Regions from separate parts of the Mus musculus genome. Here region 2 is linked to region 1. The links are chromatin contacts, called in public Micro-C maps. All regions are on one chromosome and are shown on one strand. The core of a region is the stretch at or near the end of the contact, and the rest is flanking DNA. Distances in the headings are between cores, read along the strand shown.

The links. A called contact is a pair of places that touch in the nucleus more often than the background predicts.
Region 2: a Micro-C map of embryonic stem cells shows a contact between it and region 1, with 12 times the contacts expected there. The contact joins the promoter of Chst2 here to the promoter of Zic1 in region 1. A contact is called at or near these places in 1 of 39 promoter capture datasets (embryonic stem cells) and 4 of 484 Hi-C or Micro-C datasets (all in embryonic stem cells).

Annotation. Positions count from the first base shown.
Region 1 is chr9:91,364,455-91,368,442 of GRCm38.p6, reverse strand. It overlaps Zic1 (zinc finger protein of the cerebellum 1), which reads left to right and starts at 2,675. Exons shown (of 3, transcript NM_009573.4): 1 at 2,675-3,988. The coding sequence starts at 3,426. It also overlaps a transcript of Zic4 not described here.
Region 2 is chr9:95,404,872-95,408,711 of GRCm38.p6, reverse strand. Chst2 (carbohydrate sulfotransferase 2) reads left to right here and starts at 1,442. Exons shown (of 2, transcript NM_018763.2): 1 at 1,442-2,135; 2 at 2,239-3,840. The coding sequence starts at 2,421.

The DNA of each region.
Region 1 (3,988 bases), core at 1,426-3,925:
GGGGGCAGATTTTTTTTCCCCCTAGAATTTCTACTTCCTAACCCCACAGGCATAGATGCTTAACACTGTCTCTTCAGATACAGGGATATGATCACCATCCACAATCTGACTTCAGGGCCAGAAGGGGTGTGTTTTGCGTGTGTGTGTGTGTGTGTGTGTGTGTGTGTGTGTGTGTGTGTGTGTGTGTGAAAGGCAGCCTGATTGTAGTTCACCCTACCCAAACCAGAATCTGCTTGGTAGGGGACAAAAACTAGAAAGGAGGGTAGGAGTAGCCACTGATGTTCATCCTTCCTCTAGCCCTAGCAAGCTAGCTGGGAGAGAGAGAGAGAGAGAGAGAGAGAGAGAGAGAGAGAGAGAGAGAGAGAGAGAGAGGGAGGGAGAGAGAGGGAGAGAGAGGGAGAGAGAGGGAGAGAGAGGGAGAGAGGGAGAGAGAGAGAGAGAGAGAGAGAGAGAGAGAGAGAGAGAGAGAGAGAGAGGTTTTCTTTTTCTTTTGCTTGGAGAACTGTTAAGTTTTCTAAGCGGACATCATGTGAAAGGATGAGTTGAAGGTCTCTTTGTCTGGCAAAGAGTTTAGAGCCTTGATTCAGTTGCAAAGAAGCCAAATGAAGTTAGAAACAAAGGGCAAATTGAAGAATTCCGACTCTTGGCTTTTTGTGTTTTCCTTACTAGAAAATAATTAGACCTAATGAATATGCAGGCGCTAAGGCTAAATCCTGGGCCAAGCTGATGGGCTTAAAACTGAGCTAAGTAGAACCGCAACCTCCATCGCCCCCGGCTCCACATCCGCGTGCAGTTTTTGAAATGTATAAATGTCGCCCGGTTTAATTGATTGAGTTACAGGGATTTTCCCCCTGCTTTTACGTGCCATACCCCTCTACCTTTCAACAATCATTTTAATATATAGTCAATGGTTCTTTGTGGATGGGACAAAAAGCAACTACGCGCAGTTGTTGAATAGACTTTGCGCTGGGCAAAGACAGGTTAATCGAGGGCCGCATCGCGAAAACAAGCGAGTGTTGTATGTTTGCACGGAATCCAAATGTCTGCATTTTCCTAACTAAATCAAAGGGAGTGTTATTTCTTTTTCTGCTCACTCATCTGAAGGTAAGTAAATTTTCTCTGGCGATCAAAAGCCTGGTTGGCAACAAAGACCGCGCCCGCTTTTTCCACCGTCTTGTTGTGGCAAGTTGCGGAATTTCAATAACTGTGACAAGGGTGACTGATTTGTGAACTGGAAAAGGTTTGAATGTCACAAAATTTACATTGGTCCTATCTACCGGGGATTTAAATACCAAAAAAGTATTCCGGGATCTCTAGGGAGCTTTGGGAGATCCAGAGGAACAATGGCGCGTTGGGAAATTTACAGTTTTACCTGAATGAAAGGGACTGGGATGGGAATGGGAGGGCAGAGTGAGCGAGTTGGGGGTGGGAGCAAGCCACACAACGGACCAGACCGGAGGGGAAAAAAAAGGAAAAAAAAATGAGGGGAGAGGGAGATCGGCAACAAGGTTTCCAAACTGCCATTAAAAACAGAAAACAAAACCCAATCCGACAAACCTCAGGAACCAGGAAAAGTTTAAGAGATCCATCCACCTGTGTTTGGGGGTGAGTGGGCATGCAGGAAGGAAGTCTGCAAAACTGAGGCTGTGAAAGACACCAAGAAATCACGTTTCTAGGAAAGAGCTTGCCCTCGCGCTCCCGAATCTTAAATTATAAACAGGAGAGAGGCCCGTCAAAAAGGAAGCAAACTTCAAAAGAAGCAAATAACAAAAGCTTCCTTTGCTGCCCGGGGGGGGGGGGGGGGGGGGGAGGGTGGAGAAGGGGAGGGAGGGAGAAAAGAAAGTTGCTGAGTCCGGACATTCTGGAAGTGCCTTTGGGGTGTTTCTCGGCTGGTCCCCCCCCAACTGCTGCTCTCGGAGACGCCGGGGGTCTCCAGTCTTTAAACGCTCTGCAGAGGTTTGAAGGAGAGTGGCTCAGGGATGGGGAGGCAAGGGGGGAGGGGAGTGGGGAGGGAAAGAAACAGAGGGAGGGGAGAAAGGGGGACATTAGAAGGAGGGAGAGGAAAGTGTGTGGCGGGGAGGGGGGAGAACATAGAACAAGAAGCAAAACCTAGAGAAGGAGGGGTAGGAGGCAGCGAGGAAGGGGAGGGAGGGAATGAGGGAGGGAGGGAGGAAGGTAAGGAGAGGGGGAGAGACAGGGAGAGGAGGGAGAGAGAGAGAGAGAGAGAGAGAGAGAGAGAGAGAGAGAGAGAGAGAGAGAGAGAGAGAGAGAGAGGAGAGGAGAAGAGAAGAGAAGAGAAGAGAAGAGAAGATGAGAGGGAAAAGAAATCGTGGCATTTTTTTCCTTCCGTGAGAAGAGGGGGAAAAAATTTGCTAGGGGGGAAAAAAAAGTTGCTACTCCTGGCAGCCCTGTTAGTCAAAAGGGGATGTCAAGCGCTTTACAATACCTGGGATTGATGAGGCGGGCGGGCCAATGAGCAGCGCGCGGCGCCACCGCGCGCCCTTCGTTGGCGCGGCGGCCCCGGGCGGGGTGTGTGGGGGGATTGCCGCCTCACCAATCCTCGCCCGCGTCGGTCGCACGTGACCCCTCCCCCTGCTCCCATTCATCAGGGGGGGGGGGGGACGACGACGGTGTCGTCCTTTCAATTCATTTATCTGCAGGAATGATTGCTGCTATCAGTCTCGCGCTCACCGCCCGGCTGAGGAGGTGAAAGTTTCTCCCCAGGAAGATAAACCGCAAAAGACAATATTGTGCATGATTTGCGCCTTTTCTTTTCTTTTTTCTCCCCCTCCTTTTTTTTTTTTTTTCAAAAAGCAGAGAGGGGGAAAAAGGGAGAGTTGAAGGATCGAGGAGGAGAGCCTGAGAGAGAGAGAGAGAGAGAGAGAGAGAGAGAGAGAAGAGAGAGAGAGAGAGAGAGAGAGAGAGAGAGAGAGAGAGTGAGAGAGAGAGAGACTGAGACTAGTGGAGAAGTGAGGAGGGGCGCGCTGCGCGAGGAGACAGGGCGAGCAGTGGCGGCTCTGGCGTTCACATTCCTCTATGCCACAAATCCGGGAAGAAGTTTTATTGGGGGGCTGAGATGTTCTATGCCTTTCCCCGGGCAGCCTTGATTCGAGGCCCTCTCGGCAGAGACTGAGCGGCGAGAAAGTGAGAGCCCGGCCCGCGCGGTTCGAGCGGCTGGCGCTGGAGCCCGCCTTCTACCGGCCGGCAGTCATCTCTCTTGCCTGCCTTTGGCCGGGCGGGTGCCGGCTAGCGCCTGGCCGTTGCCTGCTGGCTGAGACTTCGTTAGGTGGGTCGACTCCCCCTCCCTCCTCCTCTTCTTCCTCCTCTTCCTCCGCCTCCCGTTCCTCCTCCTCCTGATCTTCCCTCCTTGGCGGGCGAGGGTGGGGGGGGGCGGGGGAGGCCGGGGCTTGCCCCGTGCAGCCACGATGCTCCTGGACGCCGGACCCCAGTATCCCGCGATTGGTGTGACCACCTTTGGTGCATCCCGGCACCACTCGGCGGGCGACGTGGCCGAGAGAGACGTGGGCCTGGGTATCAACCCGTTCGCCGACGGCATGGGCGCCTTCAAGCTCAACCCCAGTTCGCACGAACTGGCCTCGGCTGGCCAGACAGCCTTCACGTCGCAGGCTCCGGGCTACGCCGCTGCTGCGGCCCTGGGCCACCATCACCACCCCGGCCACGTCGGCTCCTACTCCAGCGCTGCTTTCAATTCTACCCGGGACTTTCTGTTCCGCAACCGGGGCTTCGGCGACGCGGCGGCGGCAGCTAGCGCCCAGCACAGTCTCTTCGCTGCTTCGGCCGGCGGCTTTGGGGGCCCACACGGCCATACGGACGCCGCGGGCCACCTCCTTTTTTCTGGGCTTCACGAGCAGGCGGCTGGCCACGCTTCGCCCAACGTGGTTAACGGGCAGATGCGGCTAGGTTTCTCCGGGGACATGTACCCACGGCCGGAACAGTACGGCCAGGTGACCAGCCCGCGATCCGAGCA
Region 2 (3,840 bases), core at 193-2,692, 4.0 Mb before region 1:
GAGCCATTTCCCTGGTCCTACATCATACTATTTTTTAAGTTTTAAAACCTGAAATGAAACCCACACAACAACAACAACAACAACAAAAACTGAAACAAAACAAAACAAAAATCCCAAACCAAACTGAAACAAAACCAAACCAGTTAAAGCCATAAAACAATTGAATTAAGTCATTTTTTTTTCAACAATCCCTGTACCCAGAAGATTCTGTACAATACCCTGAAAAAAAAAAAAGTCGTCAATGGCAACGCTTTAAATTTAGGAGGGTCATCAGCCGAGGTGGGCTGCTCCAGGTAGACTATGATAATTTTGCAGTAATTATGTTTTACTTGTAAAAGCTTCTGAGAGACGGGGGGCAATCAGTCTCCCAGTGATCAGTAGTTCACCTCCGGACCGCAATGACTCATCTTTCTGCCCTTCTAGGTGGAAACTGGAGTACAATCTTTCCTATGTGCCCTCTAACCTCCACCCATCCTGTAGCTGTCCCATTTTACAATGGAAGTTTATTCCCTCATCAGCGAAAGAAAAGTATACAAACCAACGCAGACCAAACTAAAAAGTAACTTTCAACGTCCAAAAACGTTTTCCTTTGCGATCAAGTTCTTTGATCTCATCTCTTCCTCTTTAAAGTCAATGGACTCACTATCACACCACAAATTTAAACAAAGCGCCCTCCCCTCCCCCCAGCAGCCCTGTCTCAGAGGGTGTCAGCAGAGGTGGAAACTCCACAAGCCTAGAACATCTGCCGGGCAGGAGGTGGGGGTGGGATCATCGAAACCTTGTGGCCTTGTCCAAATCCAGGACACTCGGAAAGGTTGCGGAGAGGCATACTCTGAAGCCTCTTCAGTGACCCCGGGCCCAGAAAGATTTATTACTTCCTCCTTGAGGGAGAAACCACAAACCCGCTGGAATGGGCTAGCACCAGGGCCAAGGCTTCAGAACTGGGTTCCCGCTGCACACAGCGCTGTTGGGCGGTGCTGCTCGCGTCCTAGGAGGGGACACCAGTGCTGACCGCTGGGGATGAAAGGAGCGTACGTCCGGGGTATTTCTGCTCAAACTTTTATCACCAACTCTTCTCCAGAGCGAATCCTGGGAGCCGAGTCGTGCAGCTACAGAGAACCCAAGTCTCCGGCTGTGCGGGCGAGCTGGGAATCAGGCGCCGGCGCCGCGCCCCGGGCGCACCTAGAGCTCTGTTCTGCTACTAACGGCTGGAGGCCCTAGCAGCGCCTCCTTGAACCGGGTCGCATCTCCAGCCCCTAAGGAGGTGGCGGCGGGAGTCTGGAGCTGCGAGGAGGGCGGGTGTGGGACAGGCAGAGGAGGAGGGGAGCACGGCGAAGGGGAGGAGCCGGGGCGACAGACGGCGGCGCGCACCAACCCCGAGCGGGCTGGCAGGAGCCGCGCAGAGGCCGGCCCGAGCGCGTTGCAGGCGCCCGGCGTAGGGGGAGTCGGGTAGCAGCATCCTCCCGGGCGCCGCTTTAGTGCGGCCGCGGCGGGGGCTTCCTCTGCCTCGGGACCTCGTAGGGCAGAAGCCGCTGGTGACGCGGGGGTGGGGGGTCCCGCTCTTTTGCCTTCAGCTAGGTGTACAGAGTCCTGGGCCAGTCCGCGGCCACGGAGCGCCGGGGCTCGCCTGAGCCGCCCGCCAGGACATCCTCCGGGTGATGGAAGAAGCAGCCGCCGCTGCGGGGCCGCGCTGCACCCTATCCGCGGCCGCCGGAGGGATGGGAAGGTTCGCTACGTGGAGGCCAAGAGAGAGCGATGGAGAGCAGAACAGCCTGGAGCTGGGGCGTATGTAAGCCACCCCCCACTGTCGCCTCCTGCCTGCTTCGTGCCCCAGAGCCTGGAGGGAAGCAGCGGTCCCGAGAGACCTAAGGAGACGTCGCTGGAGCCGGGACGCGCCGCGCTCGGTGGAGCGCAGAGCTGGGCTCCGGGCCCGGTGAAAGTTTCCCCTCCCGGGGTGCAGGGCGCCCGCTGCTGGAAAACTCTGCCTAGGGCTAGGGCAGCGGAGTCTCGCGGCTCCCTCGAAGGCTTGGGGACCCCTAGCAGAAGAGAACCGGAGAGAAACCGAGGAGAGTGCTAGCCGGACAGTCCGCCGGTCGGGGATCTGGGGACGCTCCGAGGCGCACCCTCCGCTCCAGGTGAGTGGAGGAGCCCGCAGACTAGAGGGTGGGCGTTACTCAGGCGGAGGAGGCATCTGGACCGGAGACTGGGCTCACCCATTCACTCCGCTTCCCCTCGCAGGTCCTTCTCGGAGCCGCTGCCATGGGAGAGCCAGCCCTGGGCGCCGGGGACCAGCAGCCTCTGCCGCCGCGCCCGCCTCGGATCGGCGGCCCCAGTCCCGGCGCCCGCAGCCGGCCTGCAGCGTCCCCCTCCTGGGCTGCAGGGCCGCCTCCGCCGCGCCGCCGGCCCCGGCTGTGCCTGTGATGAGCCGCAGCTCGCCGCGAGCTCTGCCCCCCGGTGCGCTTCCCCGGCCGCTGCCGGCCGCGCCTGCCGCCGTGCAGCGGGCCCTGCTCCCGCCGTGGCCCCGGCGCGCAGGACGCCGCTGGCCTGCGTCCCCGCTCGGGATGAAGGTATTTCGCAGGAAGGCGCTGGTGCTGTGCGCGGGCTATGCACTGCTACTGGTGCTCACGATGCTCAACCTCTTGGACTACAAGTGGCATAAAGAGCCGCTGCAGCAGTGCAACCCCGACGGGCCTCTGGGTGCCGCGGTAGGGGCGGCCGGGGCCGGCTGGGGACGGCCGGGGTCGCCTCCTGCAGCGCCACCCCGCGCTCACTCTCGCATGGACCCCCGCACCCCGTACCGCCCTCCTGCCGCGGGCGTGGGGGCAGTTCCCGCAGCCGCGGCTGGGAGTGCAGGAGCTGCGGCCTCTCTGGGCAATGCTACTCGAGGCACCAGGGGTGGAGGGGACAAGCGGCAGTTGGTGTATGTGTTCACCACGTGGCGCTCGGGCTCGTCCTTCTTCGGTGAGCTCTTCAACCAGAACCCTGAGGTGTTCTTCCTCTATGAGCCTGTGTGGCACGTGTGGCAAAAACTGTACCCCGGGGACGCCGTTTCCCTGCAGGGGGCAGCGCGGGACATGCTGAGCGCTCTCTACCGCTGCGATCTTTCGGTTTTCCAGCTGTATAGCCCCGCAGGCAGTGGGGGGCGCAACCTCACCACTCTGGGCATCTTTGGGGCAGCCACTAACAAGGTGGTATGCTCCTCGCCACTCTGTCCTGCCTACCGCAAGGAGGTCGTCGGACTGGTGGACGACCGCGTGTGCAAAAAGTGCCCACCTCAACGCCTGGCACGCTTCGAGGAGGAGTGTCGCAAGTACCGCACGCTGGTTATCAAGGGCGTGCGGGTCTTCGATGTGGCTGTGTTGGCGCCGCTGCTTAAAGATCCAGCCTTGGACCTCAAGGTCATCCACCTAGTACGTGATCCTCGTGCTGTTGCCAGCTCCCGCATCCGCTCGCGTCACGGCCTCATCCGGGAAAGCCTACAGGTGGTGCGAAGCCGGGATCCAAGAGCCCACCGCATGCCCTTCCTGGAGGCTGCTGGCCACAAGCTTGGTGCCAAGAAGGAGGGTATGGGTGGCCCAGCAGACTACCACGCTCTGGGTGCAATGGAGGTCATCTGCAACAGTATGGCCAAGACGCTGCAAACAGCCCTGCAGCCTCCTGACTGGCTGCAGGGACACTACTTGGTGGTGAGGTACGAGGATCTGGTGGGAGACCCCGTTAAGACCCTACGGAGGGTATATGACTTTGTGGGGCTGCTGGTGAGTCCCGAAATGGAGCAGTTTGCCCTGAACATGACCAGTGGTTCGGGCTCCTCCTCCAAGCCTTTCGTGGTGTCAGCTC